2 separate regions of the Ovis aries genome follow, and region 1 is linked to region 2. The links are chromatin contacts, called in public Hi-C maps. All regions are on one chromosome and are shown on one strand. The core of a region is the stretch at or near the end of the contact, and the rest is flanking DNA. Distances in the headings are between cores, read along the strand shown. Region 1 has its middle 250 kb from the start of NCAM1. Region 2 has its middle 420 kb from the start of NCAM1.

Region 1 (4,402 bases), core at 1,195-3,694, 170 kb after region 2:
GGTAACAATATCACTTTGAAGAGGGGAATCCTTGCAGACCTGGTCATGGGGCGATGGTGATGACAGAAGATGGCAAAGACCTGGAAGAGGCTGAGGCTAAACTGATGGCCCAGGGAGTGCATGCACTGCCCTTCAAAGATCTGGGTGCGAGAAATGGAGGTAGTAAAGCAGGAGGGCCAGCAAAGGGCGGGGATGAGGGAAGAGAGATGCAAAGGGAGGATTGGAGAAGCTGCTATATAGAAAAATGGAAAAGCCATTGTTGTCTTCAAGACATGTTAGTACCATCTGCCGGAAAACTGCAATAATAAAATACTTATCTATGATAGCTACAAATGTGTGTGGTGCCCCCGCGAGTTGTGCAGTGTGCAACCTGCCTAACTGTATATTGCAAGTCTGCTGCTGGATACGGTAGGCCCACAGAGAGACGGATGAGTAAGCAGGGACTTGAGAATGCTTTCCTCTGTGTGATGTGATATATGTTCCCCTTTGCCATTTCTCCAAGAACCTTAAGGGAAAAAAAAAAAATTACACTGCTTTTTCACAGCTTTTGGAGTTAGATTTGTTTTTCTTTTTAATGTGGAACTGTAGGAAACCAGGCCTTGAGGCTGAAGCAGTATGGCTTCAGATATATTTGGATGACACTCATTTGCCCACACAGATAACAGGATGTACGTTCCAGAAATGCTGACAACAGGGTCTCAGTGTCACAGTAATCAGTCCCTGAAGTCCAAGGTACTTCTTCGGTCAGGAAGGTCAGCAGACAAGGGGTTGCCTCTGGGCTGCCGGATCTCTCATCCACACATCTGAAATAAAATCACAGAGAACAGAAGTCATAGTTAGTTGAGGTTCTGAGGCCAAGTGGGAGAGCTGGTCCCCAACCAGGCTGTCAATACCAAGATAAAGAACCTGAATGATGGAGCCAAAATGCATGTGGGAGGGTCTTGAACACGGAAAAGCTGCAAATCGGGTCGGCAAGAGGGGCTGGAAGAATGCTGGAGCCATCCACTGATGCCTGCAGTGATCTGAGCATTCCCAGGAGAGACACAGGTGGGCTGGGTTCTTTTAAAGAGGCTTTGCAGGGATGAACACGTGAGGGAGAGCAACAGGGCTGTGCAGGGTACTCTTGCTCCCTATCTGTCTTGCTGCCACGGAACTGGAGGTTTGCCCAGGGGGAAGGCTGGCTCCATTGCTTTGAGGGCAGATGTAATGGGAAGAGGCAGCAACACTCATCTTAGTTGAGAGCATCAGCCTGCTGGAGGCCAGCCCCAGGCACAGCCCCTGAGGCTCTGCGATCTTTCACCTTTGGCCCCTAGTTCCCCTTCGAGGGGTGATGGTGGGGGGTGGGGTGCCAGAGTACGGGTCAGAACTGCAGATTTCAGCAGCTGGCTAAACGGGATTATCGTCGGGTTATAAATCCAGGGCCAGGCATGTTTACGAGGCTCTCGGAAGCTGCAGGAACAATATCATTTAGAAAACATTTATGCTCACAAGGCGAAGGCAATCCCTCCCCCCTTTATTTATGAGGCATGCTGGGTAATTAAGTGAGGGCTGAGAAGAGGGAGGTTGGGAGAAGATCACCCCTAAATAATCCTGCCTAGTGAAGCCACCATCTGGGCTGTTGTACAGAGAGATGGTCCCCATATGGTCGGGTCGTTTTTGAGCAATGCCTAGATGGTCTGAGGAAGAAACACCCAAGAAATATACCTGGACTCACAGAGACAGGATCTGAGCTCCAGGAGGGTAGGGACTGTATCTTATTCCTTACTAGATTCCTGGCCCCCAGCACAGTGCCTGGCATAGCAGAGCTGCTGAATTCATTCATCCATCCACTTGCTGAGGGCTAACACTCGCTGGAATCTGTGGTCCCACACACCGCTTAGCAACAAGGAACAAAACAGACAAGGCCACTGCCATCCTAGAGCTTACTATCCTGCGGTTGGAATCAGGCCCTGAAGAAACAATGACTCGAAGGATCACTTCACTGTGGCTGACTTCCCTTTCCTCACCTACCGTTAAGGAAAAAGGAAACAGAATGGAATGAATTAGCAGTAATTAGGCATTGTGCCTCGTAAAGACAGGGAAGCTTTATAACTAACTTAAGGTCAGAACAAAGCAGGCATTCTTCTAGCATGAAAAGGCTCAAAAGTTCTGTTGTCAGGGGGAATGTGACTCGTGACTGTATCAAGTCACTGTATTTTAATTTTTGTGTGTGCAGCAGTAGATAGCCGGAATGAAACTCACAATGCAAGAGGTCAGTTCTGCTGGAGTCAGATTCATCGCAGCACCTACCAAGTTGTGCATAGGCGCAGCTCAGCCGCAAGCTGATCTGTTGAGAACAGGCTCATCAGAGGCATTCCTGATTCTGCACGAATAGAGGTCAACTCCTCCAGCTCTCCAGCTCCTGACCCAGGATGGATGCTAATGCCCGTCTGTGCTCACTCTGGAACCTCACGGGTCTCAGCCACCCATATGTCAAAAACCTCCAGGCCTGGCTGCGCCTAGCCTTTAGGTGCCTCCAGCCTCTGCTGCTAGAGCGCCCCCTGGGGGTAGGTATGAGGTCCTGTGAGGATGCAGGGCTCAGTGCCAGGTGGAAAGAGATGGCGAGGGAGGCCAAGAGGGTGATGGACCATCTCAGCAGGCAAGGGCTGGGTAAAGGGCGGCGGGATGGGGATCAAAAATCACTCAGTAGATATAGCTTCAGAGAAAAACATTTTATGCCATTAAGTACAACCAAGTTGGGCTTTATGAGTGAAGTAGAGTCTATCTTTAAGACTTAAAGAAGACATTTACCACCAATTTCTGCTTAGCGCTTTACTTATGCTATTAAGCTTCCATTTCATGCACAGATGAATTATGCAGAGAACGCCGTGGCTTAGTTGCAGCAGACGAGCTGCGGCTGAGCTAGTGCCTTCCGAGGACTCGGGTGTCAGCGCACAGAAGGATGTTGGACGAGGCTCTGGCAGATTAACAAATTAGCTCTGCCGCCTTTACCTAGAGTGTTGCCAAACTGTCAGGGAGATTCTTAAACGCCACGATTGAGAGGTGTCAGGGAGGGAGCTGGTAGTTCTCTCTGCCACCCTGGCTTTGCTGACTCCTGAGGAAGCTCCCAGGGACTGTGTGGGTTTCAAGGTCCATTGGAAGCCACTCTCAGAGTCAGGGGTTCCCCAGAAGCAGCCCCCAAGAGGGGAATTTGGTGAGGGGGGCGGGGGATGGATACGTGTGTATATATGGCTGAGTCCCTTTGCTCTTCGCCTGAAACTATCACAACATTGTTAATCGGCTATACTCCAATACAAAAAAAAAAAAAAAAGCAGCAGCAGCTGCCAATCAAGGGTCCTCAGTTTCACAGTATCTGAGATGCAGCCCTTCCCCTCCCAGGTAAGAGGGCAGGTGCCACAAGAACCTTTACTTTTTAAAATTGTTATGTACTTAAGTGCTTATAAATGGAAATATAGTTGACATACAATATTAAACTAGTTTCAGGTGCAAACAACATTGTGATTCAACATTTATATACATCATGGACGGATCACAATACGTCTGGTAACCATCTGTCACCATACAAAGTTGCTACAATGTTGTTGACTGGATTCCCTGTACTGTACATTGTATTCCTGTGAGTTGTTTATGTTATAATTGGAAGTTTGTAACTCTTAATCCCTTCACCTATTTCCCCTGGCCTCTCACTCTTCTCTGAAACTGGTGACCACCAGTTTCAGAACCTCAGATTTCTCAAGGAATGCCTTCAGGCCCTGCCCTCCAGAGTCCCAGGGCACACGTGCACCCTTCTCTGCTCTAAGGGATGGTTATGCAAGCACAGAGTTAGACCTCCTTCTTCACTCACAGCTCTCGAGCTGTTGTCTCTAGCTTTACCTTTCACCTTTTGTCGTATTCAATAACCCCCGCCCTCCAGATCCTACTTCTCTTATTAAGTCTGGTTTTAAGGGAAGATCAAGGGGCTTTATGGTCCAGTTTTAGGGACTGCAAATATCTCCCTTTCCAGGCTCACCGCACCATCTGAGAGTTTATCGTTTGAGAATTAGTGCTCTGAACGAAGGTGTGGCATCTCTAGGAAGCCTCTGTTTAATTTCAAAGAACCCCAACCATGGTACCCTGTGAACCCTCATTATCCATTAATGTTGCGGTCCTTCTCAGCAGTGGGGACTCCCACGTGGCTAAACCCCATGAGCACACATTGCTCACTGAGTCTCCTGCCTCCACACCACTCTCCACCTTCACCATTTTTGCCCTCTGCTTTCTAAACTGTACCAAACAGTTTCCATTACGATCTCATGATGCCGTTTCCCTGTTCTTGGCATTACTTCCACCTCTGATTCATCCTTTGCATTCTTTCTCAACCTGCAGCTCAGAGTTTCCCCCCAGTGACTCTGCTCGGGGCCAG
Region 2 (4,320 bases), core at 1,395-3,894:
ATAAAGTGTAGAGAGGAAGGCAATTAATGTAATAGAGTTAGAGCATCAAAATGACACAAATGTTATTGACAATAATGAATCGCATATTGCAGTTTTTTGGTTCTCTGCTCTTTCACGGAGAGGTTTACTGTGGAGGAGAGGAAGCAGCATCAGATCTTCTGGGTGAAGACATAAGTTCCAGCTCTCCCATCACCACCTGCTAAAAGCAAGATGCCAGGGGCTTCCAGGCCATCTTCTATCTCCACCTCCCAGCTCCATTTCTAGGCAAAGAGGCTTCAAGGATTGGAAGGAAGAGGCTCAAAGGAGGGCCAGCATTTCCCTGTTGGTCAGAAAGACTGATTTCTCTTAGACTTGGCCTCGCTTTTTTCCTCAAAGACAGTCTGTGATCTTTCAGACACGGACTGTTTGGCTGTTTGTTTGCTGGATATCATCTGGAAGAGACTTATAATATTAAATAGATTTAATTCAACCTAAACAGAAAAATGGCATTTAAAATCCATACTGAGATTTTTAGCTTCTTGCATCTCAGGATTGCAAAATCCAAATCACTGCATCCAAAATCACTGCAGATGGTGACTGCAGCTGTGAAATAAAAAGACACTTACTCCTTGGAAGAAAAGTTATGACCAACCTAGACAGCAAATTAAAAAGCAGAGGCATTACTTTGCCAACAAAGGTCCATCTAGTCAAGGCTATGGTTTTTCCAGTAGTCAGGTATGGATGTGAGAGTTGGACTATAAAGAAAGCTGAGCACCAAAGAACTGATGCTTTTGAACTGTGGTGTTGGAGAAGACTCTTGAGAGTCCCTTGGATCCAACCAGTCCATCCTAGAGGAAATCAGTCCTGACTGTTCATGGAAGGACTGATGCTGAAGCTGAAACTCCAATACTTTGGCCACCTGATGAGAAGAGCTGACTCATTTGAAAAGACCCTGGTGCTGGGAAAGATTGAGGGCAGGAAGAGAAGGGGATGACAGAGGATGAGATAGTTGGATGACATCACTGACTCAATGGACATGAGTTTGAGTAAATTCCAGGAGTTGATGATGGACAGGGAGGCCTGGCATGCTGCAGTCCTTGGGGTCGCAAAGAGTCGGACATGACTGAGCGACTGAACTGAGCTGAATGGATCTCAGGATTGCACCAATCCTGAGAAGGAAACAGGAAAGAAGGTTATTATTTTCAATTTTTAGGTTTGGAAAGCAAAGTTTAAGTGAATAAATGACTTATCAAGATTACAAGATGAATTAAAAGAAAGCTGTCTTATCAGTAGGCCAGGGCTACAAAAATGGTTTTAACGCACTTGCTGCAATGGTTGTTCAAATTCATATTCTAGTCCCCAAAGGCTTCTGTTCTGGATGAACACTCCTTGGGAGACCTTCCAGGTGTTAGTAAAAGATCCTGAGTTCAGTCCACTCCAGGCCCTGACTTCAACTGAAACCCAACTAATTAAAACTTACAAAAGAACATTTAGATTTGAAGAATTCAGATTCAGCTGGAAGATTTCTGAAGGGTAATCAAACCGACACTTTCATTTTCCGGATGAGAAAAGTGAAGCCTGGGTTGGGGAGGGCGTTGTGATTTGGGCCCATTCCCAGCTTTGGACAGAAACCTCATAGCCTCAATAGACAGAGAAGAAAGGGCTTGGCTGTAACCTAGGAGAAAATGAAGCTGCAATAACAGAGAGAAATCTTTACAAATCTCAACCAAATGCTTTTTGTGGATTGCAGTGTTGATTCGAATGTTTTGGCTCCTACCAAGTTTCTTGTCCATCTTAAAGACAGACTTGTGCTCATTCGCTGATTCCTTACGTAGTTAACCTGACTCCTTTCCTAAGCTCCCTGAAAACTCCAGATCAGCAGTTCTTTGATTTGCTCTGTCCTCAGAACAACCACTCTAGGTAATCACAAGCTTGCATAGAAGGAAGTTATGGAATCCAGGGCTGGCCCCTTTTGTCTTCCTTCTTCAAGTAAGGGGCATACCCACCACCTGAGGGCTGAGAACTGAGGGCTGCCCGGACAGACTGACACACCCTCTCTGAGGATGGCTCTAGGGATCTGAGTTTCTGTTTCTTAGCTGAAGGCTTCCTCCCATCACCATAGCTACATCTCTCATCCAGTCTGGCCACTGCAGCCTGCACGGGGAGCTCAGAACAGAGCAGTAAAGCCATCCACAGCCCCAGCCTTAACTAAGTCTTTGTAAGGATCCCAATGGCAGTTTTGATTCAATAGCCAAATAAACTCCAGAACATTGATGACCCACAGGCAATGAATATTTAAACCTTTCTTTTTTCTCTTTTAATCTATGTTAAAGAGGAATAGTTACACACAAGGATATTCCAGGGTGATTGAGCCATAATCCTACCTACAGGCCACCCGAAGATTTGCTGCCCTAATTAAGCATCGCTTCTCTCAAAATCTATTCCCAGCATTGTTTTCTAAGGTGCTAGTGACTGAGCGACTTCACTTTCACTTTTCACTTTCATGCATTGGAGAAGGAAATGGCAACCCACTCCAGTGTTCTTGCCTGGAGGATCCCAGGGACGGGGGAGCCTGGTGGGTGGCCACGACTGAAGCAACTTAGCAGCAGCAGCAGCAGCAGCAGCAGCAGCAGCAGATCATCAAAGGCCTCCAAATCCACTAGATGGCAGTAGTCGGTTGATCAAATAGAGAGGGCCTGCCTAGAGAAGCCAGATACCCACAGAGCAGCCAAGCTCTAGGATTTATAATCAAGTCCAGAATATCTAAATATAAAGACGCTCTCTCCCCTCCTCCATTCCTTGAGGGTGACTCTTACTCTTTTTAATTATTATTTAAGATAACAGCTACTCTGGACGAGGCTATTTATGCAGGACTCTGGCAGAAAAGAAATAGAGGCCTGTATATATTAGCTCGGGGAGTCGTTTCTGAGCTGCCCCTTACTGAGTCAAGATGAACTGGAGGCAGCTGTGAGCTCCTACTGCAAGAGGAAGATTGCGCCTTTGCTCCTTCTAAGCCACAGCTCTCCAGGCATTCCAATCAGGGACCTCAGCCAGACCATGAGCCCCAAACCACAGCTTACCACACAACTGTGCTGAGCTCTGAACCAAGCCCTAATATTAATTTATGAAACCACAAAGCGATTACAAAGTTGTGTTCTATTTTTCTTCTGAAAACCCCCTATTGAAGAATGAGTTTGAACCGGAACCAAGCCTACATACTTCCTAGGACTTTTTAAAAAGATTATTAAATTTTGTTTTTTATTTTACATTGGAGTACTGGCTTAGATGGTAAAGAATCTGCCTGCAATGAGGGAGATCCAGGTTCCATCAATGGGTCGAGAAGATCCCCTGGAGAAGGGAATGGCTACCCACACCAGTATTCTTGCCTGGAGAATCCCATGGACAGAGGAGCCTGGTGCGCTATAGTCCATGGGGTCGCAAAGAGTCGGACACGACTGAGTGACTAACACTTTCACTTTCATAGTTGATTAATAACGTTGTGTTAGTCTCAGGTGTAATGCATATACATGTATGTATTCTTTTTCAAATTCTTTTCCCATTTAGGTTATTACAGAATATTGAGCAGAATTCCCTGTGCTATACTGTAGGTCCTTTTTGGTTATCTATTGTAAATATAGCGGTGCGTACATGTCAATCCCAAACTCCCAAGCTATCTCTCCCTCCCCCTATCTTGCCTCCCTGGTAATCATTTAATTCATTCTCCAAGTCTGTGAGTCTGTTTCTGTTTTATAAATAAGTTCATCATTGCTGTTGGTAGTCACTAAGTCGTGTCTGACTCTGTGACCCTGTGAACTGCAGCACCAGGCTTCCCTGTCCTTCACTATGTCCCAGAGTGTACTCAGACTCATGTTCATTGAGTCGCTGATGCCATCCAACCATTTCATCCTCTGTCACCTCTTTCTCCTCCTGCCCCCAATGTTTCCCGGCATCAAGGTCTTTCCCAACAAGTCGGTTGTTCGCAGCAGGTGGCCAAAGCTTTAGCTTCAGCATCAGTCCTTCCAGTGAATATTCAGGGTTGATTTTCTTTAGGATTGACTGGTTTGATCTCCTTGCAGTCCAAGGGACTCTCAAGAGTCTTCTCCAGCAGCACAATTTGAAAGCATCAATTCTTCAGCTTTCTTTATGGCTTAATTCTCACATCCATGCATGACTACTAGAAAAGACAAATATCACATATCACTTATACGTGGAAACAAACAAACAAACAAAAAAATGTTACAAATGAACTTACTTATTCCCACAGCTGTTGAACTGGGATTTCAGTATGTTCTCTGACCCTGACCTGAACGGAACCTATCTTTCACATACCCAGACTCCTGG

What was found. Hi-C and Micro-C count contacts between places; a contact is called where the count stands out from the background.
Region 1: a Hi-C map of hypothalamus shows a contact between it and region 2, with 2.8 times the contacts expected there. The contact joins two enhancer-like sites. A contact is called at or near these places in 3 of 16 Hi-C or Micro-C datasets (hypothalamus, skin fibroblasts and tail adipose tissue).

Annotation. Positions count from the first base shown.
Region 1 is chr15:22,910,712-22,915,113 of ARS-UI_Ramb_v3.0, forward strand. No RefSeq gene overlaps it. Among named protein-coding and RNA genes, the nearest start is that of NCAM1, 250 kb to the right of the region's middle. Within about 2 kb of position 2,445, at least 12 of the 54 cell types and tissues checked have an H3K27ac peak or open chromatin away from gene starts, as enhancers often do. A contact at or near this core is called in hypothalamus, where this site is marked.
Region 2 is chr15:22,737,222-22,741,541 of ARS-UI_Ramb_v3.0, forward strand. No RefSeq gene overlaps it. Among named protein-coding and RNA genes, the nearest start is that of NCAM1, 420 kb to the right of the region's middle. Within about 2 kb of position 2,645, at least 10 of the 54 cell types and tissues checked have an H3K27ac peak or open chromatin away from gene starts, as enhancers often do. A contact at or near this core is called in hypothalamus, where this site is marked.